5 separate regions of the Mus musculus genome follow, and regions 1, 2, 3 and 4 are each linked to region 5. The links are chromatin contacts, called in public promoter capture Hi-C maps. All regions are on one chromosome and are shown on one strand. Each heading gives the region's core, a stretch centred on a gene start, on an enhancer-like site or on the middle of the called end of the contact. The rest is flanking DNA. Distances are from core to core; before and after follow the strand shown. Region 1 holds the start of Wipi1 (WD repeat domain, phosphoinositide interacting 1). Region 2 holds the start of Prkar1a (protein kinase, cAMP dependent regulatory, type I, alpha). Region 3 holds the start of Fam20a (family with sequence similarity 20, member A). Region 4 holds the start of Itgb3 (integrin beta 3). Region 5 holds the start of Helz (helicase with zinc finger domain).

What was found. Promoter capture Hi-C pulls out the DNA fragments that hold promoters and counts their contacts.
Region 1: a contact with region 5 is called in a promoter capture Hi-C map of the HPC-7 cell line, with 8 times the contacts expected there. The contact joins the promoter of Wipi1 here to the promoter of Helz in region 5. A contact is called at or near these places in 3 of 39 promoter capture datasets (the HPC-7 cell line, hippocampal neurons and liver) and 1 of 115 datasets of contacts at active chromatin or transcription factors (embryonic stem cells).
Region 2: a contact with region 5 is called in a promoter capture Hi-C map of liver, with 3 times the contacts expected there. The contact joins the promoter of Prkar1a here to the promoter of Helz in region 5. A contact is called at or near these places in 2 of 39 promoter capture datasets (the 3T3-L1 cell line and liver).
Region 3: a promoter capture Hi-C map of hippocampal neurons shows a contact between it and region 5, with 2.6 times the contacts expected there. The contact joins the promoter of Fam20a here to the promoter of Helz in region 5. A contact is called at or near these places in 2 of 39 promoter capture datasets (hippocampal neurons and liver).
Region 4: a promoter capture Hi-C map of pre-B cells shows a contact between it and region 5, with 2.0 times the contacts expected there. The contact joins the promoter of Itgb3 here to the promoter of Helz in region 5.

What each region holds. Positions count from the first base shown.
Region 1 is chr11:109,610,070-109,612,769 of GRCm38.p6, forward strand. Wipi1 (WD repeat domain, phosphoinositide interacting 1) reads right to left here and starts at 1,320. Exons shown (of 13, transcript NM_145940.2): 1 at 1,164-1,320. The coding sequence starts at 1,243.
Region 2 is chr11:109,649,607-109,652,363 of GRCm38.p6, forward strand. It overlaps Prkar1a (protein kinase, cAMP dependent regulatory, type I, alpha), which reads left to right and starts at 1,343. Exons shown (of 11, transcript NM_001373913.1): 1 at 1,343-1,467.
Region 3 is chr11:109,720,937-109,723,636 of GRCm38.p6, forward strand. It overlaps Fam20a (family with sequence similarity 20, member A), which reads right to left and starts at 1,302. Exons shown (of 11, transcript NM_153782.2): 1 at 376-1,302. The coding sequence starts at 779.
Region 4 is chr11:104,606,574-104,609,273 of GRCm38.p6, forward strand. It overlaps Itgb3 (integrin beta 3), which reads left to right and starts at 1,427. Exons shown (of 15, transcript NM_016780.2): 1 at 1,427-1,591. The coding sequence starts at 1,516.
Region 5 is chr11:107,546,535-107,549,234 of GRCm38.p6, forward strand. It overlaps Helz (helicase with zinc finger domain), which reads left to right and starts at 1,399. Exons shown (of 33, transcript NM_001368755.1): 1 at 1,399-1,447. It overlaps Gm39426 (a long non-coding RNA gene), which reads right to left and starts at 1,460. Exons shown (of 3, transcript XR_003949607.1): 1 at 1,387-1,460; 2 at 248-489; 3 at 1-133.

The sequences.
Region 1 (2,700 bases), core at 70-2,569, 2.1 Mb after region 5:
GTCAGAGGCAGCCTGAGAGTCACTCATGTAGCCAAGCTGTCGAATTACTGGATTATATGATTACACACACAGATTTTTCAAACAAAGACATATTGTTCAGAGCAGGGGTTTTTCAAACAGAAACACAAAGGGAATGAAAACCAGGGCTGCTTATGGCCTTAATTACACCAACGAATGAATGTTCAATATTAGCACAGTTCAGCTAGCAGCAGCCAAGGCACAAGCCTGAAGCTGAGCCCAAACCAGGAACAGAGCAGAAACTGGTACAGCCGGAAGTGGGACACTGGGAAGTGGTCATCCCTGCCCTGATGCTTCAGGGCTCCACATTCCAAAGAGATTAATCCATATGGTCCCCAGGCTGGCTTGCACAAAAACAGGGAAGAAAACAGTAGCTTGTGTCTTAAGATTCAATCCTGCAGATGCCTAGAACTCAGGCAAGCAATCCCTTGTTTATGGACCAAAGTCTAAACGTTGACCATCATAGTGAAACATTAAAAAGCCACTTAAAAGCAACAGGGTGGAGCGCCTGCTTCAGGGATGGGAAGCTGTCTGGGGCAGAGAAAGGGCTCCTGAGCTTCCAGGAGATTCCTGGGACTGGGTGGACAGCGAGTAAACACAGAAAGGCAAATAAAGAAAAGCTTCCTACGGCCAAAGAGACCAGCCAAGATGCCCAGTGCTGGGGCTGGTCGGGCCACAGGGATAGACTGACTGTTTGTCCGAGGCCCTGCCCAAATGCCACGTTGAGATACTCAAGGACAAATGGTAAAGTTTTTCTTCATCTTTCCGACTCTCTGCATCCTCCCTCTTGAGTCAAGTTGCACATTCCTCCCTTCCCTCACCTTTGTTTTGGTCCCTGATCTCCCTTTCGGTCACTAGGTGGCCCACACCAAGTCCCTCCCCCACATTCAAGGTCCCCCCTCCGCCCTCCTTGCTGACTTGTTTGGGTCACCCTAGCCGGCTCTTTCTGGCAGGCGCTGGCTGGCAGTCGTCTGGGTGGGCTCAAACCCCTACAGCCGAGCAACGCCGCGACACAGGCTGCCCTGCCGAGGTACCATCGGCGCGCAGGCCCCGGCTAGCCACCAGTTGCGTTACAGGACAACACCCTTTGGTGGCGACATTCTGTCCCCCACTTCCCTGGCCAGGGGGCTGGCGCCGTGGCTTACGTGCAGTCTTGGTTGAAAGAGAAGCAGCTGAGCGCCGCCTCCACTCGGCCCGGAGGGGCATCTGCGGCTTCGGCCTCCATCGGGGGCTCGACCCGAGAAGCCGCAGCTCTGAGCGGGGGACAGCCACCTCAGCAGCCCGCCCGCGCCGGCTCCGTGGGCCGGCTTGCCGCGTCGGTCCCGCCCCGGGCTCGCCTCCAGACAGACCCCGCCCACTCAGATACCACTTAGCTCCGCCCCTCCATCGTAAGACCCCGCCCTTACACGATTCCCATTTAGCTCCGCCCCACTCCAAACCCCCGCCCCTCCTTCAGAGAATCGGCTGGGTCCTAAAACAGCCAGGCCACGCCCCTGCCTCAAGTACCGCCCCTCTCGGCTCTAGCCCTGCCTGGGACCTTCAGGACCCGCCCTACACATTTCCCACTTAGCCTCGCCCTCTCCACTTCGGGCACCTAGCCCCACCCCCTCACAGCCCTAGCTCCGCCCTGAGCCAACCAGGCCCCGCCCCGAGCCTCCTTCTACCTAGCTTGGTAGCCCCGCCCCCTCTCCAGGCCGTCTCTGTCCCCACCCCGCCTCTTTATCACTGGGAACAGAACTGCTGACCGAACAGAGCCTTCCGCAGACAGCCAGGATTGGCCACCAACTCTTTTAGTCAATCAATAGGGCTAGTGGGCGGGACAGCTGTTGACGACCCGCCCCCTAGTCGGAGAAACCGTTTGCCATTGGCCGAAGGTGCGCGAGGCAAAGGCAGCAGGCCACGTGGTGGTGTTTTCATTGCCAGAGCGTCCAGAGGGTGAGGAGGAGGAGTGGAGCTTCAGGCTTCAAGCCTGCCTTAGCGTCGGAGACAACGCCAAGGAGGCGGGCGGACGCCTGCTTCCTTGCCCGCCCGCTAAGCTTACAGCAGTTGTAGTTGAAATCAGTAGACATCAAAGTCCAGCCGTTTTGGAGAGCCCTTAAGCTTCTCGGAAAAAGATCCCCAGCCGATTAAGAAGCCACATACAGCCCCACAGTTGAGAAAGAGCTCTTGCTAACCCCGACCCTTACATTAACAATATTACCTTGGTATGTTCCTACCCGATTTACTGAAAACCCGGTTAAAGCACTGGCTAGACTATATTATCTAAAACCAACAATACACAGCGGCATGTGAAAGGGTCTTCTTTCAGGACTTGTTATCATACAACTTTGCTCAGCAGTATTTGACCAGACATTCGATTTGTATAGAAAGGAGAGAAACTAGAATACTGTACAAGACAGTACAGCTTGAAGCTCATGTCGTTTGAGATGCATTCTGAAGCAAACTGGAGATTTGCTTCCCAAGCTTGTATACAATTGGTTGTGAGGTGCCTGGTGTGGGTTCTGGGGAACAGAATTCCGCTCATCAGTAAAAACACTGCTGAGCCATCTCTACAGCCTCTGAAATCTTCATCATCGCCATTATTATTACTATGATGATAATGGTGTCACAGTTCTGTAGATTGTGGCAATTCGGTTCATATCCAGCCACCTTGTTTATTATTTATTTATTTTGGATACATTG
Region 2 (2,757 bases), core at 93-2,592, 2.1 Mb after region 5:
TGTTCAGAGCCCTTATCATAGTCTGGGTATTCCAAGACAAAGTCAGGCTTAAAAAGGTGAAATTTACAAACACCACTTAACCCAAATATCTTAACTGGGGATCACTGTGAAAATTATGCAGGAGATATTGTAACCTTTTTTGGTACTAAGTGTTAAATCCGTGATATTTTCTACGCACATTGCCCTAGCACATACACGATGAGGCTGTCAACACCTTGCAGCTACTCAGAACCACACACTGCAGGGGCCTATTTTATTTATGTATTTATTTAGGCCCACTTTATTTATTTAATTCATATGCCTAAAATTGTGTCCCTTGCTTTCATTTTCACATACTTAAGGGGAAAGTTGACTGAAGGAATAATGAAGTCGCCTTTTCTCTTGTTTTCTCATGCAGCTCAGATTTCTTGCTTGGTCAATGATTTGATCTGCCCATCTGTCTGTACTGCCCATGACGCAGTCTGGCATAATAGGAGGCTAGGGCATTATCAGGACTCCGGGCTCCTCTTGGAAGTCTCCCTACATCTGGTGCTTCTGTAGGCACGGTAGGGCCTCCATTGATGACAGCTCACTTGTGGAGACAGTAGTCAGATTAGCCAAGCAGAGGCTTGATAGGGGCTCAGATTTCCTGGACCGGATGACAGGCCCGAGTCCGGAACCCCGGGTATTGCGGGGGTCTACACAGGATGCGCGCTCTGTCCATCAGGAGCATCTCAGCATCCGCTTGCGCTCAGCTGTGGTAGATCCGCTAGGGCCTCCTCCTCTTCCAACAGCAGGGATCTCCTTGTCCGCCCAGCGTCCTGTAACCCCATCCCCCTCCCTGCCGTCCCATAGCACCCAGGGCGGAGTCGCCCACCTGTCACCGAATCGTCCCACGTGGGTCTGCGGTAGGAGGGTCGAAGGGAGGGAGAAAAGACAGAGGCGTGGAGGGAGGCAGACGCAAGAGCCACCGAGGAACCGAGGAGAGGCTGAGATCTCCGAACAGCTAAACAATCTAGAGGACCCCCCACCACACCTGGTAAGGAAGGGACAATAAAGGAGACAGAAACGGGTTAGCAGAAAGAGAAGGAAAAAGATGAGAGCGATGAAGGGGCTACGTATACGCGACAAGATAAAGATGGAGAGGTGCCCTGCAAGAGAACGGTTCTAGCTAGATGACGACGGGCTAAGGGTAGGGGGTGGGAGTAGCCGGTGGTGGGCTTGAGGGGGGTGGGGATGGGGTTGGAGGAGGATCCTAGGCGTCTGCGCCTTTAAGGTTGCCAAGGCAACCGCCCTGGCCAGAGCGAGGCGCATTGACGTCAGCAGCCGAACGCTGATTGGCCGCGGTCGGCTGGTTTCCGGTGGAGCCGTCGCCGAGCCGCTATCGCAGAGTGGTAGTGAGGCTGCGAGCTGAGCCCGCTGGACGCTCGGTCACCCCGGCCGCCTCGCCCTGCGTTAGCCCCTGCTCGTGCCGCCGCCCGCCCTCAGGTGAGTGCGGGCCCGAGGCCTGACCGGGGAGTCGCCGGCCGCGGCGCTCCGCTGCGCGTCCCTGAAGGCGCGGGAGCGAGCCAAGATGGCGCCCCGGGGAGCGCGCTGCGGGGGGACGGCCGCACCCCCTGCGCCTCCGAGGCGGCCTCGGGGCCTGTCGCAGGCCTCGCACTGTCCCCCGGGGTCCGCCCTTGCACCGTTCCCCGCGGGGCCGTAGGCCGCCCCTGCCCCCCGCCGTTCCGCCCCCGTCCTGAGTGTCTCCGGGTCCCCGGTCCTGCGCTGCCCTCGGCTCCCCGGCCGCCTCCGCCCCCGCGCGCCGCGGCCTCGGCGCCCGTCCTCCCTCCCCCACTTCCTGAAGGACAAGAGCTCGGTATTTTTTTTTTTTTTTTAAACCGGAATCCGCCATGGCTTTTCGGTCTTAGCCTCGCCACTCGGCTGTAGTCTTCATCTCTGCCCAGTCGTTTCTTCTGCCCTGGCTTCCCCCCTCCTCTTCGCGGGCTCGTCTCCCTCCACCCCTCCGCTCGGTGATTTCAGCCTAGCTCCATTTCCCTTTGTCCCCCTAACACTTCTCGTCCTTTCCAGCCCCCACCACCGCCCACCCCAGCCTCCCCAGGCCTCCCGCTCCGCTCCACTCCACGTCTGCGGCCTCCTGCCTGGTGGGGGATGAGGGGCCGTCTTGCTGCTCTCAGTGATCATGACCGTGGCCTAAGTGAAGTGAAGGGCACTTTCCTGCCCTCCCTCGTGAAAATACGCGGCGCCCGTTAACCCTTAACTCCAGCCCAGAGCGGGTGTGGGGACAGCCGATGACTTGAGGGAGCCAGGATAGATAGGTTTCTTGAGCAGAGAAATGAAGGCTCGCATTTAGATGATGACCCCCACCCCACCCCCCAGGCTGTGTTAGTGTTACTTGGCATCCTTTAGATGTGGGCCCTGTCAGCAACAGGCTCCCAAAGGCGGTTTAAATATGTCCTCCAGTATAGTCCTTCTGAAAGCAAGAGTGTCATCAGAACCGAATTTCCTCAAGAATCCCCCTTCTTACGAATACTCGATGCAGTGATGATGGTTTTAGTGTTTGTTTTGGAGAGAAGCTAAGTTGTGGGGTTTTTAAAAAGTAAATACAAACGTGGAACCAAGACATACCCGATTAAAAATCCTAAGGCCATAAAATTAGATTATTTGGCGTTTCACATGATGACTGGTGTTTGTATTTTCTTTACCAGTGCCTGCCTTTTGGTCTTTGTAATGCATACACCATTTTTCACTTATCAGCCCTAGTTGCGCCATCCTTCC
Region 3 (2,700 bases), core at 52-2,551, 2.2 Mb after region 5:
CCAAAGAGCAGAGCTGAGTGTCGCCAGCCCTGCTCTCTGTTTGCAAAGTTCATTCTGGAAAACAGCAGGCCCAGAGCAGCTGTCCACAGCAGGACAGCGCGAAAGAGGCCCGAGAAAGCATTGGGACCAGGAAACTGACTGGCTAGAGAACCCAGGAACTCGAGGGGAGTGGCTGGGAGCATTTCTTTGCTGTTGCTCAGAAATCTAAGGCCTGCTACAGCTGGTGGGCGTCCAGATGGGGATCGAAGCCTAGTGCCAGGCTGTGACGGCAGAGTGAAGTTCCCACAGCCCAGGGTGGGAGTGGACATGGGTAGCCAGGACCTGGAGGGTCATGCTAGGGAGTCCGGTGCTGGGGTTCCTCGGAAGGGTTCTCACCTGTTCCAGCGGGCCACCTTCCTCCGGTAATACCGCAGCGCCTCCTGGCTGGCCAGGAGCCAGTCTTCGGGTCCCAGGAGAGGCGGATCCTCCAGGACTTGGTAGAGCGAGTGGGCGAAGAGGGCCTGCAGCTTAGAGCGCGGGGCAGGGTGGCCGCGGCTGGGATGCTCAACCCGGGGCAAAGCTCCTGAAAAGTTGTGCGAGGCTGTGCCAAGGTCTCGGGAGGCTGCGGCTGAGTGTAGAGACGCGGAGGGGGCGCGGCCAGAGCACGGGCAGGCGGCGGGGCGCTCGCCCGGCCGGAGCTGGCGCTGCACTTGCGGCCAGAGGTGGAAGTAGAGGTCGGCGGAGAAGAGCGCGCCCAGGAGCAGCAGGGCCAGCAGGCGGTCCCTGCGCAGCCCGGGCATGGCCCAAGCGGACACCCGGGAAACACTTGGGGTGCAGACGGAAGAAGCTCCTGGAGTCCGGAGGAGGCTGGAATGCTCACACAGGGGATTAGCTCTTCCTGGAAGGGTGTCTTCCCTGAACTTGGGGACCGCGTGCAGGAAGCTCACAGTGTTGACAGCGTCGTCTTTTCTTGCCCAGTAGAGAGGCAGGGTTGGGGTTCCCTGGCTACCCGGTTGTTATTTGAGTCTCTTTGCCCTGTGACCCCCTCTGCCAGGGACCGCTCAGGTGGGGAGGTCCCGTGGAGGAGTGCTGGCTCTGGTGGCCGTGTAGAGGGCGATCACTGGAGGGAGCGCAAAGGAGCTCTCGCCCCCTAGGAGGAGGCTGGAGAGACTGCGTAGCCCGGGGCGTCTCTTCCAAGGATGCTGTCTCTCCGCAGCTGCTGAGACAGATCCAGCGGCTCCTCCTGCAGGCGGCAGGGACTCCTGTGCCCCGGGCTGGCAGGAGCGGAGGGAACGCAGAGTTGACAAAGCAGGGGCGACTCAGGGCGAGCTTGTCTTTGCGCCTAGACTCCTAGAGGCAGAGGTAACGCGGAGCCTCCCCGCTGCCTGGATTGGCCTGGCGCCCGCACCTCCGCCCACTCTTAGCTGGCACCTGCCTCTGGCATAGCTTGCCAGCCAAACTCCCAATCCCTTTGCTGCCGGCTCTGCCCTTCCACCTTGTCATCAATCCTCTCCTCCGGCTCCTCCTCTTTGTCCCCACTTTCCTTGCTCAGGGCTCTTCATACACATCCTGGTGAGCCCAAGAGAGGTGGACTTGAGCCTTTCATTTCCATTTTTAGGGTTTTTTTTTTTGGGGGGGGACAATGCAAACCCTTAAAAGCCTTTCTTCTGTAAGCTTTGCCAGATGTGTGTCTGGGGGTTTGGATTTCATTTCTCAGCATACTCGCTGCAGGGCATAAACTGGATTCATAGCAACCAGCACATAGTAGGCACTTGCTCTGAAGATACTCACGTGGTGCACAAAAATAGCTTGCCCTTTAAAAAATAAGAGCCCCTCCCACTCCCCTTAACCTAGAACCTGGGTGATTTCCTGTTTGGATGGAGTTTGACTCCAAATCTTCCAGTACTTTGAAAAGAGGAAATGGCAGGGAGGGAGGGGCCCCAAATGACCCCACTCCGAACTCTTGAATGTAGCTTGGTGTGAAAGTAGTCCACCCAAATGAATCACTGGAGGACCCGCTTACTTAGGCTTTCTCCTGATATCCTGTGAGGTCATTTACACTTCTCCACCCCGTGTTCCTTCCTTCTGAGGATCAGGGGAGGGCAGCCCTGAAACCTTGGCTTTCTCTGTTTTATAATTTGGGAGCATAGTAAATGCGAGTCTGCCTGGAGAGGTGGCCCCACCCTGGAGAATGTTCAGGAAAAGACTGTTTCCCCCCAGCTGTTGCCTGCCTGGGCAACAAAGCGCCTATGTATGCTAATTTCATTGGTTAAGGATCTCCAGGTTCTTGCTGGAGTCTCCATTCTGAGACACTGTAGCTTGTGGGTTAACACTGGAGTTTTCCCGGCAGTTGGTCAACTATTTCTTGTGGCAGCTGCTGTCCTCTCATCTTTAGATAGAAGTGCGTGTGTGTGACCGTGTGTGTGTGTGTGTGTGTGTGTGTGTGTGTGTGCCCGTGTGTGTGTGTGCCCGTGTGTGTGCCCGTGTGTGCCCGTGTGTGTGCCCGTGTGTGTGCCCGTGTGTGTGCCCGTGTGTGTGTGTGTGTGTGTGTGCTTGGGGAGATCAGATGTCAACCTTGAGTGTTAGTCTTCAGGAGCCACTGATCCACACTGATGCTTTTAAGGCAGGTTTTTTCTCTGGGACCAGATTGACCGGCCAGTGAACCCTAGAGACCGTCCAGTCTCTGCCTCCCTATTGCTGGGATTACAATCGTCTGCCAGC
Region 4 (2,700 bases), core at 177-2,676, 2.9 Mb before region 5:
ACTCTTGTCCACTGAGACATCTCCCTAGCCTCACTATTACTTTTGGTTTGCTTGGGATACTTTCCTGTTATGTAGCCTAGGGTGTATTCAAACTTGCTATGAGTCACTGTGTAGAGTAATGAAATACCGGGGAAAATACAATTGTGTCCATGAATTTATACAGTTATAAAGTTCATATCTGTGACATGAAATGATATAATATCCTGTTGTGTGAGAAGTCTGAGGAAGAAGGGTACACCTCTGGAGAGGACAAGGCTGGAGGAGGAGGAACATCAGACAAGATGGCGTGGAAGACATGGCATTTGAGATGTTTTGAAAAGTAAGTGGGATTTTCCAAATGGAAAGAGGAAGGAAGGTCAGTCAGATGGAAAGGCATGGGACATTTAGGAGTGACAAAAATCTCTTGGGCTAAGGCTGGGTGATGGATCATGGCTGAGTTCTTTCCACACCCTTCCTCCAGAGTCTGCTCTAGCTCAGGCTGGCTTTGAACTCCCTATGTACTCAAGCACTACCTGGAACTTCTGGTCTTCCTGCCTCCTTAGGCTGGAATTGTAGGCATCACATCCTGTTTCACGTAGTGCTGGGGATGGAGCCCAGTGGTTGCTAGGCAAGTGCTCTGCCGATTGCACCACATCGCCTGCCCTAGTTTTATTTATTTATTTATTTATTTATTTATTTATTTATTTATTTATTTATTTATTTATTTTACAACACTACCCTTCTTGCGTAAGGATGCACAGGCCCAGTCACTTCTTATGACATCCTGATCAGCTTCAGCATTTTGCACCTTTTGCACGTCTAGGGGTTTCCCATCTGGGGAAGACTCAAGGAAACTAGTGCAGGGGATAGGAACAGCAGCAAGTGTTCTCTGAGGAAAATACTATAAAGCTAGTGAATTTGAGTTGGAAGGCAATATGGTGACTGTTCTAAAATGATTCTTAGACACCTGCTACGGGCAAGCAAGCATTTACAGACAGAGGCTCTACTCGGATCCGTCTTTCCTACCACAAGCTGCAGGTGTGGTATTGACAAGAGGCTGCATAGAAAGCATTTGACAGCTGCCTGCCCGTTGAGGAAAAGAATGAAACCAGGAGGAAAGCAAACTGAGCCCGGTGAAGTGAAATAGCAGTGTTGATGTCTCTGCGGAGGTGGGACTAGCAGAGTCCAGGAAGTGACCCAAAGCTTTTTTTTTCTTCTTTTTTTAAACCGAGCACCCAGGCGCAGACACCTGGGACCCAGATGCACACAGGACCCCGGGGGGCGCGGTCTCCTCTAGTGAACGCGGGCAGGTCCTCGTGGGCGGGGGGCTGGGGAAGATTGCAAAGTTTACCCATCACACTCAGCCTCAGGCAGGGTCCAGGCGTGAGCCGGAGGGAGGGAGCGCGAGCACTCCGCCCGCCCCGCTGTGTCCCACCCACCCCGTCCCCTCCCTTCTTCCCTCCCCTCCGCAGGAAAAGCAGCTGCGGGTGCCAGGCTCGCCGTGGCGCGCGCGCGGCGTGAAGGGCGGCGGACAGGATGCGAGCGCAGTGGCCGGGACAACTCTGGGCCGCTCTGCTGGCGCTGGGGGCGCTGGCGGGCGTTGTTGTTGGAGGTGAGCGAGTCGGGTGCGCGAAATGCCGTAGGACCCTGGGAACCCGGAGCTAGGACTGAGAAGCAGAGGTGCGGGGGGCGGATCCTTCTTCCCGTGGCCTCGAGGGCGCATCGCTGGTGGCGGAGATCCTGGCCTGGCCCGGGAAGCAGAGGAAAGATGGAGATCCGCTGGGCCGTCCCGGTGCGCTGGCAGAAGGATGCAGCTCACCTGCTTGGGTGGGTGTGTGCGCTCTGGGTTGCCCCTTTCTCTGGAGTGCGCAGGACAATCTTCTGGCCGCCCCACTCCTTAAGGAGGAGCAGGGATTCGGGCTCCGTCCCTTCTGGGGCCGACCTCTCACCCAACACTCCCTGACTGTGTGCTGGGAGTCAGCACAGAGGTCCTTGGGGCTGACTTTGTCTCTCCTGCGTGTGTCCCACAACATCAGCTGCCTGCATCGTCAGCTTTCAGGCCCACTAACGCTGCAGGGAAGGGGAGTCATCCAGTCCGCAGAGCCTAGGGGAGCGGGAGGGGGTGGTTGCTGGAGGTCAGCTGGAGCAAGTAAAACCCGCAGTTGTGTGTGTGTGTGTGTGTGCACATGTGTGTAATACAGTCTCATATATTTCAGGATACCTCACACTCTGTGTAGTCCAGGGTGACCTTGCACTTCAGATTCCCCTGTGCCTCTACTAAGGAGTGCTAGGACTATAGACATGCACCACCCCTCAGGGTTTATATGCTGCAGGGAGTCGAACCCAGGGTCTCCTCATGGCAGGCAAGCACTTTATTAATTGAGCTACATCTCCAGACCCAGATGGACTATTTGTTAAAGGTAAACTTTATTAAGTTGACTTTGAAGTTAAGTAATCTAAAAAAAGATTTTGGTGGCTGCCTTCCTGACCCTTGTACGGTGGTACAGATGAACATAGACATGGGACAGGGAAAGGGAAAGGGGTTTCAGTAGAGAACTGATATTTGTCTTTTGTGGCAGAAGCTTCCAAGCGAAAGATGAAAACTGTGGTCTTTAGCCTACATTGAACAAGCTTTGTCACCACAGAACAGGAACCAGGCTCTCTAGCATTCTGCCCTGGAGATATTAGAGTCTCTGTCAGCTGCTGGTAGCCGTTGATGGG
Region 5 (2,700 bases), core at 149-2,648:
TACTGGGGATTAAACCCTCGCTAAAGCTAAACAACAGGATCTACCCGGAAGTCTCGGAGCATTTTCTTTTGGACACAAATCTTGCTCCGGGGAGGCGAGCATCTAGAGGTCCTCAAACTCAGCAGTGCTGACACTGGAGGAAGAGAATGTATAGGGTGGGGGTGGGGAGTTAATGAACAGACCTACATTTCTGGCAGGACTAGGGCTGCAAGGAGCTGGTACTTCATGGAGCAAAAGGGGTGGTCACCTGAGCTAGGTGTTGCTCGCCTGAAGCAACGCGGGAGGGGCGGGGAAAGCGCTGGGCTTGTCTTGCAACCAGAAAGCAGATGCCCGCGGGATGCTCGCAAAGGTCTGTTGCCGGCGCACGGTCGCCTCCTACTTCCTGCGTCCTGGTCGCCTCCAAGCCACTCTGGACATCCCCCTCCTCTCTCTGCCCAGAGCCAGCGTGGCGCCCGCCCTCTACCTTGTCCCGCCGCCTGGGGTCGCCGCCTTGTGGGAACAGGACAGTTGAAACGCGGTAGGCACTACCCCCCAACCCACCCGGGGGACCCCCTCCCGGCCCAGGCGCGCATCCACGCCCCACCCGGACTCTGCAGCCGGGTTCTCTTGAGTTACCTGCATGGGGAAGTCACAGTCCACAATTTGGACTCTAACCCGGCTGAATTCTAAAGCCACATTCCTAGGGGAGGGGGTCCTCCGACCTAGAGGGTCGCAGATCACATTACCGGCCAAGAGGAGGGGACCGCGCGAGTAAACTGGGGTAAAAGTTGCATTTAGCTTAACCTTCCCAGATCCCAATTGCAGCTTTGCGGGCGGATTGACTCGGCGTTTCACCGAGTTCCTGGGATCCTAGGGCCCCAGAGTGGCTTCTTAGGATACCGACACTGTCCCCGCGCGCGAGTGCGACATGCCTGGCGGATGCCCCGGGGCGGGAAGCGCGAGCGGTAGCAAGGACCTGGAGCTGGGGGAACCGCTCGCAGGCGTGCGCATTCATGCGCTCATGCATCCCTGCATACATCTATGCATCCGCTAGCCGGCTCACACACCACCCGCGTCCGGGACACGCCGTGTTGATTGAATGCAGGAGTAGGGTATCTGGCTACTAGGGCAGGATCGCGGCGGGGCAGACAGCAGCTCGCGTAAGGAATGGGGGAGATAGGGACGGGGGTGGGGGGAAGAGAGAGCACCCCAAAGGCACAGTTGGAAAACTGGGTGTGTGAGTAGGGGTGTTCCTTGAGAAGTCTCGCAGGCGCTGAAGGGGGCCGGGCGGGCCTCTGGGGCCAACTTTCCGGAGGGAGGTGCAGCCGGAGGGGGCGGCGCCGGCGGCGGGAGGCGGGAGTCGGGGGCCGAGGGGGGGGGGGAGTCACTTTAAAGGCTCTTTCTTACCCATAATGCTTTGTGGGGACGTTGACAAGTGGATCCAAGATGGCGTAGAAAGTAATGACAGGTAAGTCCTGACTTCCCCGTTCTCCGCTGCCCGGGTCGCTTCAGGAGCCTCCAGAGCCATCCGGGGAGAGGCCCGGACTCTCCTCGGGTGCTCCGGGTCCGGGACAGCGCGGCCCCGGGGACAGCGGGGGATCCCGCCGGCCGCCGGCAGGGCCTGGGGAGCGGGGCTCTCTCAGAGGCGAGGCCCGGACGCTGGAGCTGTTTACTGTTTCTTCCCCTCCTCAATCTCCTTTTCCCTCCGCTGGGGGGCTGAGGTGCCAGGGACCCAGGCGGTGGCCCGAGGGTCCTTGCACACGCCCGAGGTTCGGGGGGACCCGGGAGCCCGCGCGAGGCTGCTCCGGCACGGGCCGACCCTGGGGTCCCCGCACGCCCCGCGCCCCAGGGTCGCGGCTTAGGGTGGGGAGCGGGCGGCCTCCCACGCCGCGCGCGGTGCAGCCCTCCGGGTTAGCATTTCCACCCAGGGTGGGGCGGCGACCCCAGGGCAGGGGACAGCACGAAAGTGGGTCAGGGGGCGCCCCTCCCCAGCAGAGGGCTCTGCTCAAGATTCACTGTGGTCCCCCTCTCCCCGCCCCCCTCCTGGGACATGCGTGGCCCGTGAGCACATCTACAAAAACAAATGCACAGTCTCTTCCTGGAGGTGTCTCCAAAGGCCCCTTTCTTTCCTTCTCTCTCTTTACCCTCAAGGGCTCGGACACATAGTCCTAAGTAGGAACTGTGATTTCTCTCCCCAAAATGAGTTGAGTCTTCTGCCCCCTGGCCTTTGCTGAGGGTCCTCACAGACAGGGCTGGAAGCCAGAGCCTTCAGATTCCTTTTGGGTTGGGAACCTTGTTTTTTTTTTTTTTTTTTTTTTTTTTTGTTGAGCTCCGAAATTGGCATCCTTTCTCCCTTGCAAAGTTACACTTTTTAGACAAGCCATTAGGATAATCAGAAGTGTAACTTCAGAGATAGTGGATGCCGGGAGCAGCCGGGGGAAGAGGGAGACGTTATCTGGCCTAGTTTGTTCTTGATTTTGCTCTCTTCACTCATATGAATAGCTTTTTTCCCCCCCTCCTTGATTTTTTTCTCCCTTCTTTTATTTTTGAAAGTAAGACTAATCAGTGTAGAATAGATGAGTTTATTATGTTTAAGGTTGAAGACTATTTTCTAATCTGTTGCTGAAAGAAAATATTTTCAATTTTAGGTAAAAGAAGCAAATTTTTTTCCCCTCCAAAGCTTCATCCTGTATCTTTTTTTTTTTTTTTTTTAAATAACTT